Linked DNA regions of Mus musculus: region 1 is linked to region 2. The links are chromatin contacts, called in public ChIA-PET maps. All regions are on one chromosome and are shown on one strand. The core of a region is the stretch at or near the end of the contact, and the rest is flanking DNA. Distances in the headings are between cores, read along the strand shown. Region 1 overlaps Ccdc136 (coiled-coil domain containing 136). Region 2 holds the start of Impdh1 (inosine monophosphate dehydrogenase 1).

Region 1 (4,792 bases), core at 852-3,351, 200 kb before region 2:
GGTCTTTGTGCAAACCAGGACACGTCTGTCAGGAGTAAGAGGAAGCAGGACAGTCACTAGCAGAAGTCTTCCATACTCCGAGCCTGCTCTGCCCCTGCTCCTATCTCATTCATATGCCCTTCCCCTGGTGCTGTTTCTTTCAGAGGAACCCACCTTCCCTGCCTGACCAATAACCTGGCAATGGTTACCTCCAAGTCTTCAGGCTCAGCTGGGTCCTCATCAGTACTGCTGCTGGCATAGCTCCTGTGAAGGGTCTCACCACTACTGACAGAGCCATAACTCTTCTTATAGCTCACACTTGTGCTGCTGGAGCAGTAACTCTTCTCAAAGGCCTCGTTGGCACTGGTGCTACTGTCATAGCTCTTGAGGAAGGTTTCAGTGCTGGGCTGGGAGCTCACATAACTCTTCTGATAGCCCTCATTTTCATCAATGGAGCTCTCGTAACTCCTGTGGAAGTTCTCAGTGCTGGGGGCCCTGCTGCCTGAGTTCTTCCCGCAGTACTCAAAACTCCTTTTTATCATGGGGGACTGAGTTTGGAGCACCTGCATTTCTTCCATGCAGAGCTGTAGCTCAGCCTGCAGCCTCTTCCGCTCCTCCATGAGCCGCCCATGCTCCCGCTGCAGTACCTCCTGCTGTTTCTGACTGGTGTCATATAGCACCTGCAGAGCCTGCAGCTGGTCCATAAGCACCTTGAACTAGGGGGGAGGCAGGGGGCAGGAGACATCACCATTACTGTGAGATATTCCAGTCCTTTCAGCTGCCCCTCTCCTAGGGCAGATGTGAGTGCTTACCTGAGAGAAGAGCACACACACCTACCTCTGTTTCACAAGGCCTTTGCCTTTGCCTTAACCTACAGGAGACTGGTGTGGGGCAGCTTTCTGCTACTTTGAAAAAAATCTCCCAGGACAGATACTAAGTGATTTTAGAGCTCCCGTTCTACTGGTTTCTGTACTCTGGCAGAAACTTCCTCCCTGAAGCTGTGTAGGTAGGTCTCACGCACACCCGGGCTCCCTATCACACCGATGATCTTCTTAAGTCAAGTGCCCCCATCCTGACCTTGGGCTCAGTCCTCTCCACCACCCCTCATGGGACAATCAGCCCAGCTGCAAATGTGTGACTATGAATTTGTTTCTTGGAAGATTCAGGCTTGGAATCAAGGTCTTGCTCCTCACTAGTCCCTGTACCTTCTCCCTGAAAGTATGTTTTCCATGCCTCAAGTATACATTCAGTATTAGATCAAGGAAACAGTTTACACGTGACTTCCCAGTTTCTATGCTACCCAGGCTCTCAGCCTGGATATCTAACACCCCTGGAATGCTCAAGAAGTCCCACAGTTTGGACTTCCTCCATTTCCTGATTCTCCTTGTTCATGGGAATATTAAAACTGGTAGTTTTAGCCTGAACTGAAACTGTCTACCTGCTCTTGCTTACACTGAGACCTTGGACCAAATTTATTGCCCAACTCTGAACAGATTTGTGTAGAAATTCCTAGCCATCTTACCTCACAGGCATGACAGTGACTCCTGATAGTGTCTGACAAACAATGATTTTTCTATTTAGTTCCTATAACCTGGCCCAACGTTCAGTAAAATAATGTAGTTGGCACCATGATCCTGTCTGCTGCAACTGTTTTCCTTGGAGATGACTGGGGCTAGATTTGTTATGGAGACTCAAAAGGTTACAGACTCTGACAATGGAGCAGACTTTCTAGCCCACACAAAAAGATGACACACTCAGGGCTGGTCAACAGGAATCAAAACAAACAGTGAGCTGATTGCACATATTTTGAAAATGCCATGTTGTGGGGATAGAACCCAGTGGTCAGACAGACCTTCCAGGCCACCTAAACTCTGTTCTAGATGCTGCTTTCTCTTCAGCTCTTTAAAAAGAAAATCATTCTGCATCCAAACATCACAGCAGAGCGTGCGCCTCTGCGTGAGATACTCAGGGTGTCTAAGTAGTGGAGCCCGTGGAAGACCCTGACAAGGGCGTCAGTCTCATCCTACTTCCTATCCAAATAGGCCTTCCTGGTTCAACTCTTCTACAGAGCCCTTTCCCTGCCGCACAGCTGTCCTCACAAGAGCCAAACCCCTTCCTGCTGCTGTGGTTACCTTATTCTCACAACTGGAGGACTTAGGCCCTCTAGCATCTTGAGGGTTCGCCAACACTTCCTGGAAATGAGACTCTTTGAAACCTCGAAGATGCTTGTGTGCCTCTAGCTGCTCCTTCAGTACACACTCCTGGTTTTGTGTCAGCTTTCGCTGTTGCTCCTGCATGTTTTGGTAGAGCAGCTGCATTTCACACAGATCTTGCAGCTTTGAAAGCAGCTCCTGACTCTGAGTAGGGAGGAGGAAGGAAAGGCGGCGATTAAGGAAGAAACGCCCTCCTCAGCCCCATCCCTGCTGGGCTCTGCCTCTTCCCTGCTTCACAGAGCCCTTCTGGGGAAAGCGGTTCTTTCCATGGAAGTTTGCTAATCGGAAAAAAAAAAGACTCCAATGTGTAGATATTTTACAGTTCACAAACTGATTTCAGGTGTACTTCCTCCAGACTGACCAAATAGCTAAATACATAACACTGCACAGACTTCAGAATATAAATGTTAAAGTTTAAAGCCTTTATGAAGAAAAACCCAAATCAGCTCTGTGGGGAGAATGGTAAGAAAATAAAAGGTACCTGAGCAAGAAAGGAAACTGCTCACTTCCCTCTCTTCCCCATGGACAGCTATACCTGGAAGCCTCTCAGAGCAGCCTCCCCCTGATCAATGGTCTCGCCCTGGCAATGAGTACCTTCTGCAAGATGCCACATTTGGGCTGTGGGAATGTGAGCCTGTGCAGCTCTTCCTGCAGCTGGCCCTGCTCCTCCTGCAGCCTCCTCTGGTCCTCCAGGAGCTCACACTGTTCCATCTGCAGGTGCCCAATCTCCTCCTGGCTGGCTTTGAACTTGTCCTGCAATTCTGTCAGTCTGGCCAGCAGAGCATCACACTATGGGTCAGGAGTGCAGGGCAAGGTTACTACAGAAGGTATAGTTAGGGGCTGGCACAGCACCGTGTGCTCCCTGCCTCCTGCCACTTTTTCGGCCCCCTCTCTTCCTTGTTCAGTCACCTGGATTGATCGCCCTGTGCAGCTCAGACCTCTATGTTAAGGGGGCGCCATTAGGTAGTTCTGAGCACTCCATCATACTGTACTAAGCTCATCTGCCACGCTCCCAGAGAGTAGCTTGAGAAGCAGAGATCTCAGTGCCCTCCCTTCCCTGTGACACACTATCTCCAGCTCCCAGCAGTGCAGGGAAAACCAGTTCAAGCCACCCTGTCAATTGTTTTTAGACTTAATTTATTTACTTCATCAATCAGGACTTAATTTGGATATAATTTTTCTTATTTTTTGTTTTCCTGACTTTTGACACCCATATTGGAAATTGAACCTAGGACCTAATGTATGCTAGGCCAGTGCTCTACCACCGAGCTACATCCCTAGTCTTAATCATACTGTAAAACCTTTAGTAAAGTAAGAGCCATTGCTGAATTTGGGTTAAAGCTACATTAGCCTCTTATTCTCAGAACCAGGTATTTTAAAATCAAGTAAAACCTCAGTGACTTGTACGGCAGCACACCTTTCACTTCCTGTAAGCTCTAGCACTGTACGAGGTATTGAAGCAAATCAGGGATCCAGTGGATCTCTCAACTGAGTGGGAGTGAAGAAAGCAGGCAAAATGTAAGCCCTGGGATGGAATGGCAACCAGACTGTGACCTTCTCAGTCCTCTATATCATAAAGGCCTTTCCCTAGGGTCACTGTCTACTACTGGGAGAGGCAGGAGCCGGAGCACCCTCGCAGAACATGGCCAGGCTCACCATCTCCCAAGACTCTTATGCCTTTTCCCCAAGGGGCTCCACTCCTTTCTAGTTCCTATCATAATCAAGGGCTGACAGTGCTCAACAGGGTAAATGGCAATGGCTGACTGACATCTTATACACCACAGAAAAAGTCAACAAACCCTTATGTATCATTGCTGGAATTATTTTCTTAAAGAAAGTGAGTCAAAAATATTGTCCTGTACCAAGCTGGGTATGGTGGTACATGCCTATAATCTGAGCAATAGAAGTGGAAGCAGGAGAATCACCACAAGTTCAAGGGTAACCTAGTCTAAACACAAGACTCTGTCTCAACACTCATCTCTAAAAAACAAAACAAAACAAAACAAGAATAGCATTTTGTTTAATTTGAAGCAAAATTCAAGATTTGGGAATTTACTTCAAGTCTGACTATATCCTAAAAGAGCACTGGTTCTTCTAATACTCAAATCAGCATTCAAGGTACAGACCATATCCTTAAAATCACTTGCAAGTTGTTTCAGAAATCTGGCTCTATTCTTTTTAGTTTAGTTATACATGTGTATGTATGTGCCTCCCTTCAAATGATGAGACATCAGTACAGTTATAATACCACTGTAGAAATGCATATATACATGGGGTTGTATAAAAACCACATGTTCATACTGCCTGAGATCAAACGCATTCATCTACTAAGCTATGGTTCTTATTCAAGTCAAGTTCAAGACGAACTGTTTTAAGGCCAGCAGACATGGGTCTGCCTTTGTCTTCTACCTTCAGTTGGGCGACCTTGTCTGCTTCTCCTCTCTCCCAAGCTGGCCAGAAGCCCTTAGCACTCTGAAGTACAATTACCTTGTTTGAGCAGTTTCCATTCTCTTCACAGAGGGACTGGCTGGACTTGAGCTCTGTCAGCTCCTGCTGGCAGAGCAGGAAGTCCTGCTCCAGCTGGTCATACATGTGCTTCT
Region 2 (4,719 bases), core at 87-2,586:
GATTAAAGGCGTGCGCCACCACGCCCGGCACAGGGCTGGAATCTGGAAGCAGAAACTGACTGATGCAGAGGCCATGGGGAGGTGCCATGATCTTCATGGCTTGCTCAGCTTACTTTCTTATAGAACCCAGGACCACCTGCCCAGGGATGGCACCACCCACAGTAGGCTGGGGCCTCCCAACCACTAAGCAAATGCTCTACAGCCTGATCTTAGTCATTTTATCATTTTCTCAATTGACATTTACTTGGTTCAGATGGGGGGAGGGGTGTGTGCCCACGACAGAGTCTGGTACCAAGGGCAGAGTTAACTTCTGTCAAGTTGACATCAAACTAGCCAACACAAAGACCATAATTTTGGGTTCTTGAAATGGATCTTAGTGCCAGCAGATCATCCAACTTTATTTATTTTATGTGTGTAGGTGTCTTTCTACATGTATATCTGTGCAGCATGTTCATGCAGTGCCTGTAGAACCCAGAAGAAGGCAACGAATCACCTGTTACAACCTGACAGTTGTAAGCTGCCATATGGGTGCTAGGAATTGAACCAGGGTCCTATGGAAAAGCAACCCGTGCTCTTAATCACTGAGCCATCTTAACAGCCCCAGATCACCAAGCGTCTATTATTTATTCCTGAGATCGTCAGATGTTAAAAAAAAAAAAAAAGTATTCAGTGTAAGAATTGTCAGTTGTTTGTTTTCTATCTACTCGGCCTCCTCGAACAAATTGCCCGAAGGCAGTAACTCTTCTTGCTTTCCCAGAGAGTTGCTTTATGAAAGCTGACAATAGTAACAAAGCTGAAATAGAAAGTGTTTTCTAGGCAGCAGATGAGCAAATGCGAGTTAGTGCGTGTGTGCTCAGCCCTACTTCCCTGTAAAGGAAGACTATAAGCAGGGCAAGACTAGGGTCTTTTCCTTCAGGAGCTAGTAGCCTGTTTGTCTTCCCTGGGTAGCAGTATAAAGAAATGGTGAGGGTTGTTGAATAGGTAGGGCTTGCTGGAGTGTCCCACCTCTCTTGCCCAGGACTGGAAGCACTCCAAGAGGCCATGCAATAATAGTTCATTACCCTGGTGTTTGCGCTCCTTTTCCTCAGATGAAACCAGGAGAAACTCGAAGGTGCACGACACAGGGTACAGCGGAGGGTCCTCTTCAGTTGGGTCCTTGAAGAACACAAACCTCGCTCCACCTCACCATCTGCTCATCTGCTTACTTTTCAGCCTGAGTGGCGTCTCATGGGGGCGGAACAGAGCGTAGTGCCAAGGGCGGAGCCCTATGGACTCCAGGACCCCAAACCAGCTCTTCCAGAGCCCCGCCTCCCAACAACCAGCCCCGCCCCTTCCAGTAGACCCCGCCCACTACCCCGCTCCCTCCGGGAGCGGACTGGGGCTCTTATTGCCTACGCCGGTTCGGGAGCCTCCACGCGGAGAGGCTCCCGCCGCCTAGAGCTGCGGCCTCCGCATGGCATGGAGGAACCGCTCTCACCCCCACCGGAGTCCGGGCTGCTCTCGCCGCTGCTGCAGGGAGGTGGAGCGGCTGCCGCTCCAGAGCCCGGAGCCCGGCAACACCCGGGACATGAGACCGCGGCGCAGCGGTACAGCGCCCGCCTGCTGCAGGCCGGCTACGAGCCGGAGAGGTGACGCCCAGGGCAAGGCGCGCGGGCGCATCCGGGGCGGGCGGCAGAGAAGGGCGCGGCAACGCCGGGAGACCGGGTAGCGCTGCGGGGGAGGCCAGAGGCAGGTCCCCTCTACTGCCATTGCACTTCCCCAGACGCAGTTAGACTGTCATACACCTGACTCTTGGCTGGCGGATGCAGGCGGGCACTGTGCAAACAGTTCAGTGCCGCGTTACTCCGGGGAGCTGGAGAGAGGGCGCAGGTTGTAATATCGCTCCCTAACATTTTATCTAAGATCCGACCTATACTACACACTCAGCGACGCTTGGTACAAGTGGCTCCGACCTCTGGGGTACAAAAAGTGCTTGTTGGAGTCCCGGTCCAACGGCGCTTTCTCCTCAGCTTTCTTCTTCCTAGAATGTATTCAATAGGTGTGGGTGTCCGGATTGAGTGTCTCCCTAGGACTAGGGGAAGGTACTTGCACTTTCTCACCAGGCACTGAGATCCAGTGAGGCGGCTGCTGTTCACTCCTTGGAAAGACTTGTACCCCAATGCAGGGGGTCTGAAAGGCAATGAATGAGGGTCCCTGGAGAAAGAGTTGGGGCAGTGAACTGGGCCTCAAGGGAACGAGCTGAAAAAAGAGACAGCGGCTAATCTCTGGATTGTATCGCAGTTTGAAATGCAATCCTACTGTCCTTCCGGTCCAGGGGATTTGGACTTCTTTCTCTACCCCATCTGCTGGTGCTCAGCAGCTTGGGGAGGTGATCTGGCAGCTGGGTTTTGAGGGGAGGGTGGTCTGGGGAATTAGCCAGGTAGTTCTTCTGCCCAGGGTTTGGCCGCTTATGTAAGAACTTTTAACGGCTTTTGGGGCTACGAAGCCCAGCCCCTCCTGCCGTTGCTGGCTGTCTCTTTAGAACTGACTTAGGCTTAAGCAACCTGCCATCCGTTTTTCTATAATAGAAATCTAGTTTGGAGGGCTTGGGGTTTTAGAGAGGTGCCACTATATGGGAGGAAGCGGGCCACGGTACTTGTGAGCTCGAAGGAAACTAGGACTGTAGAATCTCAGAGTTCAGGCAGGTGCATCTCTTTTTCAGATGTACTGCTGCATCAAAGGGACAGTGCCAACCCCACACTTCCCGCCCCCCACTTAGGCTCAGAATGGCCTGTGTAAACTTGGACCCCAGCCAGGCCAGTATAAAATCCAAAACCTGCCAGCTAAGACCTCTATCTGCCTCCACCAACCTGAATGAAGGTGTAGGAAAAGGCAAGGGTTCTCTGAGAAGCCCTAGGCTTCAGTCCAGCAGCATTACTGGTCTCTCTGGCTTGAACTTGGGTGAGCCCTGCCTATTTATCCCGGCATAACAATGCTAATGTTGTCTTTACCTTTTCCCCCCTAAAAGTGTTGTTTTGAAATCTTGTTCCTCTAAACAACCTCAGATCAGATAGAGTCCTCTGGACTGCTTGCCTGAACTTTAGTGCCCTGGTGGACACTATTCCCCTATTCCCCTGAGCAGCTGCCTTAGGCCTGCCCCCTGCCCTTGAAGCTGTGAGGAGGGGAGTCTCAGGGGACCAGCTGCCCTTCCTTGCGTTAAAGAGGCCCACTGGTTGCCTGGTGTCTCCTCCCTGTGGAGGAAGCAGCTGGGGAATTGCAGGAAGAGGGAGGGGGGAAGCCAGGGGGATGGATTAAGTCTCTAGAAAAGGACAGCCTAACCCAGCCTTGAGCCCAGCAGCTTAGAGTAATAAAGAGCTCTGACATAGGTCAAAGCAGGAGGGAGAATGGGGCCCTGAAGTCTGTAATCACTGGGAAGGTGACCCTCCCCATAGCTGCCAGTCTCCTCTCTTGGGACCCAAAGTCCTAGGCTGGGGCAGATGACACATTAAAGTTACCTGAGGTGATGGGTTCTAGCTGTTCTGGGCACCACCAGCCTTGGCTGAACCCTGAACCAGAGCCAGTCTTGACTCATGATGTAGGGAATAGTGACCCAGAGTAGGCTCCTTAGAAACCCAGAGAGACCACTGGGACAGGCCATGCTCAGAGCCTATGATTGATATGGTGGCTATTTCTTCTGTGTCTAGGAAGGGTGGTTCAGAATAACCAGGGTGTGTCTTCTGGCTAGTCTCACTGTTCTGACTATAAGTAACAAGCAAGAGGTTCTAGTGCTGGCTCCCCGTATGGCCTGGGCTTCTAGAATGAAGCCCTGAGTGCTGGAGAACCCGAGAGGATCCCTGGCAAGCAGATACCAATCCCTGCTTTGCCAAGGACTCGGACACTCTCCTCTCCTTTCCCATGCTCCAGGGTCTTCGGGGCTTACACCAGGCCCTATCCTTTGGGCTCCACTGGTGCCCACCTCCCAAGAGCCAAGAAGACATCTGTAAATCCTCTGTAATACTGAGCTCCATGGGAGACTCGCCTTTCCCTTTGCACATGCATGGAACAGCCTCTGTTTTCCTGGCAGGGTCCCGGGGGTACCATTGGGGAGGTTGGGCACCCCAGAGAGCCTGGTGGCTTGGAAGCCAAGGCTCCCCTGGGCCTGGCTGTCACCACACTGTCGAGAGGTAAACAAACCCAGCCTTCCTGGGGTGGGGAGAAAAGGAGACACAGCAGCTCTCAAGGCAGGGAGGGAGAAGAGTGTCCCCAGGACACCTAGTTTCTCCCCAAATGTGTGGGAATGTCAGGAGGGCAGGCTAGTGGCTGGGGGAGAGGGTAATGGTCTGGGATAACCCTTCTGGACACCTCCACCTTTCTCCATGTGTGAATGGGTTTGCTACCTAATCTTCTTGTCTCCCAGATTGAAATCTAGGTCTTGTTAGTTGCTCAGAACTGGCCACTTAGGTTCTCCTAAAGGGAAAAACTTTAAAATTGCCTGCTTCTGTCCTTGTTTGTATGTATACTTGTTTATGCCACTGCCCCAAACCTTTGAGTTTTCCCCAGTTTTTAACCTGACATTATTATCCCTACTCAAAACAATTGTTCTTCTTTAGACTCCTTCCTGGTCTCTAGATCTTTCAGGAGCTGAGAATGAAGGCTCTTCCCTCCCTCCACCCCCCTTCTGTGTGTGTGTGTATGTGTGTGTGTGTGTGTAGTCTGGGACTGGGAATAGCCCTTCCCCTT

Evidence for each region. ChIA-PET counts read pairs in DNA pulled down with a chosen protein or histone mark.
Region 1: an RNA polymerase II ChIA-PET map of memory CD8 T cells shows a contact between it and region 2, with 21 read pairs. The contact joins the enhancer-like site here to the promoter of Impdh1 in region 2. A contact is called at or near these places in 1 of 39 promoter capture datasets (embryonic stem cells), 1 of 484 Hi-C or Micro-C datasets (embryonic stem cells), 2 of 115 datasets of contacts at active chromatin or transcription factors (embryonic stem cells and memory CD8 T cells) and 3 of 9 other capture datasets (adipose tissue, liver and pancreatic islet).

Annotation. Positions count from the first base shown.
Region 1 is chr6:29,412,975-29,417,766 of GRCm38.p6, reverse strand. Ccdc136 (coiled-coil domain containing 136) reads right to left here. Exons shown (of 18, transcript NM_001347071.1): 11 at 4,680-4,792; 12 at 2,787-2,981; 13 at 2,112-2,336; 14 at 189-695. Among named protein-coding and RNA genes, the nearest start is that of Flnc, 18 kb to the left of the region's middle. Within about 2 kb of position 2,101, at least 28 of the 459 cell types and tissues checked have an H3K27ac peak or open chromatin away from gene starts, as enhancers often do. A contact at or near this core is called in memory CD8 T cells, where this site is marked.
Region 2 is chr6:29,212,981-29,217,699 of GRCm38.p6, reverse strand. It overlaps Impdh1 (inosine monophosphate dehydrogenase 1), which reads left to right and starts at 1,336. Exons shown (of 15, transcript NM_001302933.1): 1 at 1,336-1,628. The coding sequence starts at 1,459.